2 separate regions of the Ovis aries genome follow, and region 1 is linked to region 2. The links are chromatin contacts, called in public Hi-C maps. All regions are on one chromosome and are shown on one strand. Each heading gives the region's core, a stretch centred on a gene start, on an enhancer-like site or on the middle of the called end of the contact. The rest is flanking DNA. Distances are from core to core; before and after follow the strand shown.

Region 1 (5,667 bases), core at 2,712-5,211, 790 kb after region 2:
ACAAACACTTAAAAGAAGTAAAGATGAAGAAAACCAGAGACAAATTACCATCATTACACCTATTTATTAGCTGTAGACAGAATTCACAAGAGCTCATGATGGTTGGGGCTCCAAACAGAAAGCTGCCTAAAATAGTTATAAAACTCCAGGTCAACTCTGAGGTTAAATAACAAACCGAGAATACATCCACACTAGCCATCTCTTTCCTCTTTTTGACATTTTTAAATTCAGAATGTAATCCTGGCAAAGAAACAGTGAGAACTGTCCTGGACCTCATGGCCTTCATATGTACTCTCTTAAGTACATATGTACTCTGATTTACTCTGAGGGGGGAAAAAAAGGCAGAACAAAAAAACTCTTAATAGGTAGACAGTAATCTTATATAAATGTCCCAATGATAGGGACAGAGGAGGATAATGAAATAGTTACTTTAAAAGTGCCACTAAGGGATTAAAGACAGAAAGGGAATTTTAAGGGAGCTTGGGAGACCAACCTAAGCTAATGACCACTCAAGACAAGAATCCAGTAACCCGGCAACAATCTACACTACCTTGAAGGAAGAGCAGGCGCACTGGAGCTCGTGGCACACCCAAGCCACAGGTCCTGAAAGTTGAAACACAAGACTGTAGATCTGGGGTCTGGATCTTGTTACATGACGACAGGCAGTTAACAGTCCTTGAAGAGTTGCATTTCTGCTTTTGCCCAAGACAGGAATATAGGTGAAGGGGGAAAAAACTAGGTGAAAGGGGACATTATACCGAAACCTGAGATGAATTACTGTATTTCAGTATATGCTACCCCTCTTTTGCTAATATGCATATGACTTAAGCAGCACCATAATAGTTCCAGCTTGGGATGGTTATATACACACTGCTATATTTAAAATGGATAACCACCAAGGACCTACTGTATAGCACAGGAAACTCTGCTCAATGTTGTGTGGCAGCCAAGATGGGACGGGAGTTTAGGGGAGAATGGGTACATGTATATTTATGGCTGAGTCCCTTCATTGTTCACTTGAAATCATTACAACTTCGTTAATCAGCTATACTTCAATATAAAATAAAAAGTTTTAAAGAAATAAAGAATAATAATAATAATAAAGACAGGGGGTTTGAGTCCCACTGTCAGGGATCATCAGGGATCATGGATTCAAGTCCCATCCAAGAAGGACTGTGGTTTCACCAACGTCCTAGTATTAATATGCAAAAGTTACCAGACCTATACAACAAATCCCATAAGACAAAGTCCTACAAATTTAAAAGCTGCCTGCTGTGAAAATAAAGTCAAAACTAAAAGGCTTCTAAGCATACCACCCCAATTTATATATGTTTATTTGTAAATTATATACTTCCTCAGGTGGCACTAATGGTGAAGGACCTGCATGCCAATGCAGGAGACGTAAGAGAAATGGGTTTGACTCCTGGTCGGGAAGATCCCCTGGAGGAGGGCACGGCTACCCACTCCAGTATTCTTGCCTGGAGAATCCCATGGACAGAGGAGCCTGGCGGGCTACAGTCCATGGGGTCACAGAGAGTCAGACACGACTGAAGTGACTTAGCATGCACACACACAACTCACTGTGAAAACTGTTTGTGTACTTCAGAAAAATATACAGAAACAGAAAATGTAAAGAAAGAGATAAAAATGAAGCTTGTACTATTTTCTTCCCACCCAACTCCCAGTGCACTGTTTTATCTACCCTGTGGGTATGTGTACTCTATTTTGGAAATACCTACAAGAAAAGACAGAAACCAGACTGAGGCCTTTACACTGCCTTGGAGTCCATTCAAATTATGAGAGCACCAACAACTGATTATCTTCTCCAACTCAAGATGCTTGCTTTCTGCCCTTTCTGAAACCTTTAGTACCACCTCCATCAGAAGATACAGGGCAAGAGATGGACAAGGAGGCAAAACAGCATGTGCAGAGGCCACTGCTTAAGAGCACTAATGAGGAAGTCTAATAAAACTCAGATTAAATTAAGTGTGCATGCTTGCCCTGCCACTGCTGACTTTCACCTAGCCTGGTACACTTGCTGCCCTTGCTTCAGACCATCATGCAGGGCAAGCAGTGTGATCAATCACCTCCAGCACCACCAGCAGAAGGCAGGCCGGACCCCCACACCATCTGCACACGCACCTGCTCTCAGCAGCACTGGCTGCTAGGGGCCTGCTGGCCCAGAGATGCCCTGGCCCGGCGGGGCACCACTGTGAACTCACATTTTCCACAGAAACAAGTCCAAAGATGAAGGAAGAAAGCTGCAGATAGTGAAAGACAAGAGACAGAATAATGAACGGCAGCTTACAAATGAGAGCTACAAAACCTCTTGGGAGCTGGGTCATACAGCATTTTACCCACCCACAGTCCCTGAAGATCGTTTTTAAGCAGTACTGCCCACTCCCTTGGATATTTCCTACTTAAAAAAAAAAGTCTAGTAATATAGTATTTGTTGCATGAAGTATATATTTCATCTTATTTGAAAAATATATTTATTATTATGTATGAGCAAAATGGTTATTAATATAACATATCATAATCTCTATTTCCTGTTTTTGTACACTGATGAAAGTACTCAAACAGACCATGGTGGATACACAGGAAAAATAGCAAAAAATGGTCTACAAAACCTTCTCCCAAGATCTGAATGTTAAATTCACTGTCTTGATTACTGTCTAAATGGGCTCCCCTGGTAGCTCAGATGGTAAAGAATCTGCCTGCAATTCAAGAGACCCACGTTCACTCCTTGGGTCGGGAAGATCCCCTGGAGGAGGAAATGGCAACTCACTCCAGTATTCTTGCCTGGAGAATTCTATGGACAGAGGAACCTGATGGGCTACAGTCCATGAGATCACAAAGAGACATGACTGAGTAACTAACACTTTCACTTTCATTGTCTTTAAGAGCACAGTAAAGCAACCCTGACTTTAAAAGTTCTCCTAGAGCTGATTCTCAATATACAAAGAAGCTCACATGAGCATACTTATAAAACAAAGTCTGTAATTAAAGACAAAATAAACAGTAACTAATCCAAATACATTAAAAATAGTCGATTACACTCATAATCAATGAAACACACATTAAAACAAGGAACTATCATCCGAATACCCATTAAATTAGCAAAGTCAAAAGGTGTAATTCTAAAAGAAATGTGTCTCTTTCACTGCTGGACAGGAAGCTGATTCATACACTTTTTCCAGAGAACAATGTGACAACATGTACCTGGAGTTTTTGAAATACTGTTTTCAACCAAATTTATACCTTTGCAAATATAAGCTACATTAAAATATATATACATTAGCCAGCCAGCAATGAACCCAAAGACGTATACCCGAGATGTTCATTTTTTTCATGTTCATAATACATGTATTGGATGCACTGGACAAATTGGATGAAATTTAAGCATCAAAGAAATGTACATAAACTATAATATATCCATAACATGAACTATTACACAGCCATTGAAAATTAATATCAAGTAATAAATTTGAGTGTTTAAGTAAGACACAAAAATAGCACCAAACAATTTCACCTGTATGAAAGAGGAACCCATGCAGATAAAGACTGGAGAGACACACAGCAGCATGCTAAGTGCACAAAGGAACACAAGCAACTCTGAAATTGCATTTTCCAAACATTCTACAATCTGCTGCTAACCTTTTTTTTTAAATAATCAGGAAGAAAAATAGTTTGAAAAGTCTATGGATCAACAACCAATGATACTGGAAGACCGTAAAGGTACAGGTGGTATGGTACAGCCAGGACCAGAGCTGCCTGAGGGATGCGGCCTGCAGTGTCGTCATTGCTGGAAAGGATCTGTACTGTCCACTCCATCCTCCCCAGGCCTCCAAGCACCCGGCCTGGCTCTGCCGTGAATGAGAAGGAAGGAGGCTTAGAAGCCAGAGAAGTGCTTTTCTCCTCCTACAGCCCTGCAACTTCCCACCAGTGCCCTCTACTGACTGCAGCAGCTAACACGAGAACTATTATTACCGGGTCCAGTTCCAGTTCCACAAAGCAAGACAGAGAAGGCTGGACTAGGGGCTAAGAGACGATAAACTGAGAGCTGGCACACCGTCTCTCCTATCAAATAAAGACTGGACTCTCCCTTATTCATTTTTGGGTCCCTGGCCCCTAATACAATGCCTGGTGTAAAGTAGGAATTTAAGACATGGAAAGAAAACAGAATTTAGACCCAGGCAAATACTTGGTTCAAGCCTGTCCAGTCAAAGGCCAGGGACAATGCACAACTTAGCAGCAGGAAAGCACTGATTTCCCCGACTCCAGGGAGCACAGGACTGGGGCTGCCTAGAATCACACTTTGGGAGTTACTGTAACAACTTCCTGTGTTCCTTATAGGGATTCATCTACAAAAGAGAGGCCATCCTGCAAAAGAACTGTAAATGCATTCAGGACAACACTGAACAATTGAGGCAAAGCGGGCCAACAGGAACGAGCCTTAATCTAAAGATCCCCACCTAAAGTGACGCAACAAACAAAACTGAAGTCATGGATCCTTCCCAACCTTTCTCTCATTTTTCATTGTTCATCTCAGATATTAAAAACTTTGGATATCATTGATATCCAAAACTGTTACTTTTTCATCTTAAAATCACATCCTGATGTCAGGAAACTTAGGTGATAAAACAAAATACCTCTTTATAAGCTAGCAAATAAGAAATATGGGTTTAAGTTTTGCCCTATTATCAAAAACCTCACCTTGCTGAACAGAAAGAACCATCATTAAGTTGTCTTTTTCAATGTTTTTTAAGGCTCAAGATTTGATCCAAAAGTGCCCTGTCCAGCCAGATTTCTACATAAAGCTACACGAGTGTGTGCTCGGTTGCTCTGTCATGCTCGACTCTTTGTAACCCCAGGGACTGCAGTCTGCCAGGCTCTTTTGTCCATGGGATTTTCCAGGCAAGAATACTGAAGTGGGTAGCCATTTCCTCCTCCAGGGGATCTCCTCCTCCAGGGGATCTTCGCAACCCAAGGATCGAACCTGAGTCTTCTGCATCTCCTGCATTAGCAGGTGGAACTAAACATTGAGCCACCTGAAAGCCCCACAGAAAGCAACATGCAGAAAGTAAACATTTTCTTTCAATCAGAATAAAGAAAATCACAGATGTAGACAGTGACAGACAACATTCAGTCTTAACGAAGTCTTGCTTACTGAGAGAACAATTCGAGGCAAGTGACAACTTGTCTAGTCTTAACCATCTTATAAAAAAAAAAAACTAGTCCTAGAATAGTAGTGCTTTGAGCAATAAAGATAAAAAAAAAAATCAAACACTGCTAACAGGACTGTCAGGAAATTCACTCTCAGTTTTCCTTAATTTGGCATATATTTATAACAAAACTAACTTCAAATATAATGTTATAGCTTTAAAAACTACTAATATATGGGAGTCTACAATCATTACAAAATAAAGTTTTTCTTAAAATAGCAACAAAATCGATAATGTCCTTGTATCCTAAGATGTTCTTCCAATAAATTTCAGAAGGAACATCCATCCATCTTTCAGAAACTATACAATTATGCCAGAACCTCCCTCTAAAACCATTCAACACAAAACAGACCTAGACTCAAAGCTCTCCCCTAAAGAGGCTTATCTAGAGCTGAGGACAGGGTCCATGCTCCAGTTTCCAGAACACTGTCCAATGTGTAAG
Region 2 (5,323 bases), core at 2,567-5,066:
AAGTGAGCTTGATGTATAGTAAGCCCTCAGTGAATACTGTATTATCCTTCATGATAATTCAGATTCCAGAGACATTCCCTCTAGTAAAAGCAGCATGTTGTTCAAGAGACTAAAATTGAGGGAGGTCACTGATGTGAAAAAATCATCACAGATCATGGATGTGAACCGTCCAAGGACCACACTGGCAACCCAGTCATCCTGATGATTTGAAAAGAAGCCTCATGAAGAGCATTGTGAAGAATGTGGCAAAAAAAAGTTCCCACGTAGTCAAAATACATGTTAATTTGGCCACAGACATCTCTTGTTCTAAGGTATGAAAATTAAAATTATAATAAAGATTGGCCTTAAAACCATAAGACTGTTTTTCTATAAGCCAGTGATAAGTGGTTAGGTAGGGCTAACCTAACATAATTAAGCTTTCAGTTCTGATCAAACTAGTGCTGGGCAGCAGATTTCTACTTATCTTGTCAAACTTTTAGAGTATGTAGGCTGGGGAGAGGCCCAGGTTGTCAGATGTAGAATTTTACTGGAAAGAACACCCTTTGGCGACATCTGACTGGATCTCTAAGGATCAACAACACACAAGAATGTTTTTGTGGGGTAGAAGCAAATAATTTTTGACCAGTAGCTACCCAAGTTATATATTTTTTTCTTTTAGAAGGGGAAACAAATCTTGAAAACAAAAATCCCACAGGCACCTCTTTTGCATCTAACAAAGCTGGGTGTGTCATCATTTTATCTGGTATTCATATTATAACATAGCCCTATATGTTCTCAATCTGACATAAAAATTACTATAAGAGGTCTATTATTTATTTTTAAAATCCATAGTTTTACCAGAATAAAAAAAGAATAAATACTATGTTTGAGATTTGTAGCAACTAATAATCTGAGGGTGTGACTAAATTTGTGATGTTTCAGTCAAAGTGAGTGAATAATATAATCAGTATCATTAATTATATTTCCAAAGCCATTTGCGAGTCTTCCACTGAAGAAAAAAGTGGAAGTTAAAGCAGTCAGAATGATTTTATGTTTAAAGCACGCAGATTTTTTTTTTTTTTATGTGTGTACTAAAACATAGCCACTGGCCTATTTCTATTGTTAGGTATATTTTCTATATTTCAACAAATCTAACTGATGTCTTGCAGACATACCATGGTCACATGCTATTAAGGGAGAACAACTGCCAGTGAATCTGAGATCTGCATGGATGTAAGACATCTGAAAAGAAAAAAGTTCCTCTTAGAATTGAAGAAATATTGTATTAGTAATTTCCATTGACATAAAAGATTATTATAGTATATATGAATGCTTAGACTTCTGAAGTAGATTTGTTCTTATGTGTTAGTAGCCCTCTTAAAATGTAAGAAAACGTGTGACAAGTGGCCTTTTATTAAAGACATCTTTCTCACCAACTGGATATGTGCACATTGAAATGTATGAGGTCTCAATAGCAAATAATGAGAAAAAATTTCTGTGTTCTCATTACCTAACTTCACATGCTTTGTAACCAGTTTTTCCATTACTAACATTTTTTTCCGAAATACCAGATATTTGGTGGCCCCTACTAAATCAGTACTCAGTGTTCCCTCTGCTGGCTTTGTAGTACATGAAGTGATTCTTAATGCTACTCTCTAAGCCATATTAACAGTAAGCCAAGATAATTTTGCAAAAAAAAAAAAAAAAAAATCCTGTTTCAAAATAATAGATGAAATTTCTTTATTAGCAGATGATAGACATTCCAAATTTTGAATTAAGGTAAATATTTCCTCTTATTTTGTTTATTTTCCATTAAATAATGGAACTCAATTTGAGATGTAATATTTGCTAATTCATTTCTTCTGCTCTCACACACCTGCACAACATAAAAATCCTACATCCATAAAATGGTATGGGGTATATAGATGGACATAGCATTCTGTCCCACTGCTTAATATATTCCTATAGCATAGAGGGAGGGGAAAAAAAAAAAAACCTGAGGGGAAATTAGTTTAACAAATATCTTGGATTCACACTGATTTGCAAGATTTTTCCTTGTCTTGGTTATAGAAACTGTGATTGTAAGAGCTGGTCTGACCTGACAACTATTCAGTTCAAAGAAAATAAAGAGGGGGAAAAATCCTGTCTTTGTTACTTTAGCAGACAGGGAAGAAGCCTGAGAAATTTGATGTCATTGGCCTTTGCCAACTGAAAGGCCCCAGGCTTTTTGGTTCCACATTTTATGGAAAATAACCTTCCATCAGAAGCTGATTTACTTCTCAGTCAAGTAGACAAATATAACTTGCACTTCATTTTTGGGGGGCTGATGAAATTGCATTGGAACTGGACTTCCCCGAAGGGGTGGGGGTTGTATGGAAACACAATGTATGGAAGTAATCCTTATTTGCAAAATACTAAAATAGGATCTAAGGTAAAATGAAGTCCATGTTTATTATTATTATTATGTTTACTCTTAGGAAAAATTAAGAGATAAGAATCCTGCATTTCTAATTAAATTTTTGCCATTTTCTCTACCCTCCTAACCAGTGGCTGGCACCTGGTAGGTTTCTGTATGCATTTCATACCAGCGCCAACTCATTTTTCCTCTCCTTTCAATTTTCTCGTGAGAACAAGCAGGAAATGAGTGTTTGCACCAGGCCACGTAGATTTGAAGCAGGAACACGAGCTTCTGCTCCATTTCGCTAAGCCGAAGCAAGTCACACCCACCGCGAACCCGGGTTTACGTCCATCAGCCGACTCCCAGCCCAGGGAGAGGTGGCCGCCAGGTGGCAGCGCTGAGCCTCCCTGCGCCCACGAGGAGATGTGGGAAAACGTGGGGATGGTCGGACTTCTTTCTCCCCGCTTCCTCCTCTCCTGAACCGGTAGCATCCTCCACTACCTTCTTTCGGTAGCAGTTTAAACGATCAGCGGTTAATAGGGTGTGTCGATGAATTCTGGTGATTTTTTTTTTAAATCATAAATCAAGAGTTTAGGGCAACGAACCGCCACCTCCTGTTCACTTGTCAGAAGCTCCCAGAAACTTGGGGACGCCAGGACTCCCGTTTGGACCTAGTCACTGAACCGGGAGCTCATCAATGGCCGTGTCCGTATCTTGCCGAAGCCGGAACGAATTAGAAGGCTCTCTCGGAGAGCCGCTGCAGAGGAGGCGCGCCCGACTCGAGGACTAGCAGAGGCAGCCCTCCTCAAAAGATGGTTTCCCTCTGCCGGGCGCCGCGACTCGGTGGCGCGGGCACCGCGCTCTCCCTGCCCTGGGCGCGCCGAGGGGTAGGCGGGGGTCAGCGGTGCTCCGCCGCGGCGGCTGAGTCTCGTCTTTCGGTTACTGGTACAGGGAGGAAATACACTGGAATCGACTCCGGCTGTGCTTTTTCGGGGAAAAGTCTTTCCTACTGTAAACAGGTTTCGGGCGATGCTTTCAGCAACACTTTAACACCCATCTTCCGTTTAGGTTTACGACCGGGGAAGAAGCTGAAGACACAGGCACACACGCGCCCCCGCACCCTAGCCTTCTTCGAAATTGCGATTGGCCGCGCTGGCCCGCGTTGGGGGGAGGTGGTTTCCTCTGGCGCTCGGCTCCTCCATCCCCTCCACCAACCCCCCACCCCCCGCCACCGGGCCCAATTCCGTCCATGACCGGAACTGACAGTCCCTGGGCCCCCTGGTCTCCAGCGAGCCCACCGCCTTGACCCGGGACGCCCACCCGCCCCGTGCGCGCTCTGCGTCTGGAACCCACGTTCCGGCTGGCAGGCGACATTCGTACCCGGGCTGGGCAACCCCCTCCCTGGTCCCGTGGAGCGTGCAGTTGCCCGCTCTCGTGCGGGAGGGCAGAGCAGGGTGTATGCGCGGTGGGCGGGGAGAGGGGGGGCTACAGAGGAAAAGCTGTAGGGCGAAGGGAGGTTGACAATTGGTTGCACTCCACTCTTCAAGCATCCCCTCCCCCGGGGCTTGGGAGGGGGCTTCAGCGTGCCTCGGTGCCCTCCCTCTTGCGGGAAAGGCGGGGAGCGGGGCGGGAGTCGAGGTGCCAGGGCCCCCTGGCAGGGGCGCACCGACGCCCCCCGGGAATCGGCCCCGGGTCTCAGGTCTGGGAGGAGGGAGTTTCTGGCAAGTAAATCACCAATAGAGGCTGCGCCCCGGGCGCAGTTACTGAGAATCGGAGCGCTCCGGAGGGATTCGCCGCTTTGTCCCCCTTGGATTCGCATGCTTCTACCTTTCGGCAGGCCGCCGCGGCAGCCAGGCCCCGGGAGCAGGCGCCCGGGTGGGGCTGCCAACCCCCGCGGGGCGCCCCGAAACCATCCCAGTGACCCCAGCGCGCGGCGTGGATGGCAGCACATCCCGCGGGATTCCCGTCCCCGCCCCCCAACTCCACAGCCAAGAAGCAGCAATTCCAGTTGGAGCCCCGTGGGGAAAGCGTCTGATCCCACTTATGGAAAAACGCTTAAACAAGAGCACACCTAAGCCAACGTTAGCCAGCCAGTTGACCTACAATTGGAGGTGGTGCGGGGGCGGGCAGGCTGGAGCAGGCGCGCCTGCCTGCGAGGGAAACCCGCCGGGGAGTGGGCAGAGGGAAGCGAGGCGAAATGTCAAGATAAGAGAAAGAGAGGAAGAGGGCGGGGGAGGGAGAAAGGCGCTCGATCGCAGAGAGGGAAGATGGGGAGGCGCGGAGGCCGCGCGGGCTGCCAGGTGACACGGTTCAGAGGGGAAAGGGGGCGGGCGCAGCACGCGCGGGCTCCGCCAGGCACCGGAGCTCCGTGTTCCCAGCCCTCCCCGCCCCTCCCCGCGTCCCCCTTGGCCCGACATCACGTGTGGCGCCGACGGCGACTCGTGGGAGTGGGAGGGGTGGGGAGGAGCAGGGACCAAAGAACCTGGTGCCCCAGACCGCGCTGAGCGTGCTGCACACCTGGCACCCGGGACTCGCCATCTGCTGCGAGCTCACCGCCTTTCGGGCCAGGGTGTGGGCCTGGAGAGATGTAAGGATATTGCCCGGGGGCAAGATGGCTTCGAGTCAACCGAGGCAATGAACTCAGTCAATCAATGTTTATGGTGCTCCTACTGTGTGCAGAGCGTCCCCTCCAGCTGCTGAGCTCAGGAGCTGCACCATCTGTTCAGTATGTTGTACATTGTGTAATAAATGCACAAGCCGAACGGTAATCTAAGCAAATTGGCCCTGCCAAGGAGCGCGGTTGAGGCAGTTTGGAGGTCTGGAGAGGTGATGAGTCTGGTAGACTAAGGTGTGAAAGTTTTATGATTTTCCTCTGCTTTCTTATGTATAAGTGACCCCTCACTCCCCACTCCCTACCCCGTGCTTCCTGTGCGGCATTCTCAGAAA

Evidence for each region. A called contact is a pair of places that touch in the nucleus more often than the background predicts.
Region 1: a Hi-C map of hypothalamus shows a contact between it and region 2, with 4 times the contacts expected there. The contact joins two enhancer-like sites. A contact is called at or near these places in 3 of 16 Hi-C or Micro-C datasets (hypothalamus, skin fibroblasts and tail adipose tissue).

The regions. Positions count from the first base shown.
Region 1 is chr20:36,576,785-36,582,451 of ARS-UI_Ramb_v3.0, forward strand. The region is part of intron 5 of CDKAL1 (CDK5 regulatory subunit associated protein 1 like 1); the gene reads right to left. Among named protein-coding and RNA genes, the nearest start is that of CDKAL1, 130 kb to the right of the region's middle. Within about 2 kb of position 3,962, at least 10 of the 54 cell types and tissues checked have an H3K27ac peak or open chromatin away from gene starts, as enhancers often do. A contact at or near this core is called in hypothalamus, where this site is marked.
Region 2 is chr20:35,787,510-35,792,832 of ARS-UI_Ramb_v3.0, forward strand. No RefSeq gene overlaps it. Among named protein-coding and RNA genes, the nearest start is that of SOX4, 4.2 kb to the left of the region's middle. Within about 2 kb of position 3,817, at least 18 of the 54 cell types and tissues checked have an H3K27ac peak or open chromatin away from gene starts, as enhancers often do. A contact at or near this core is called in hypothalamus, where this site is marked.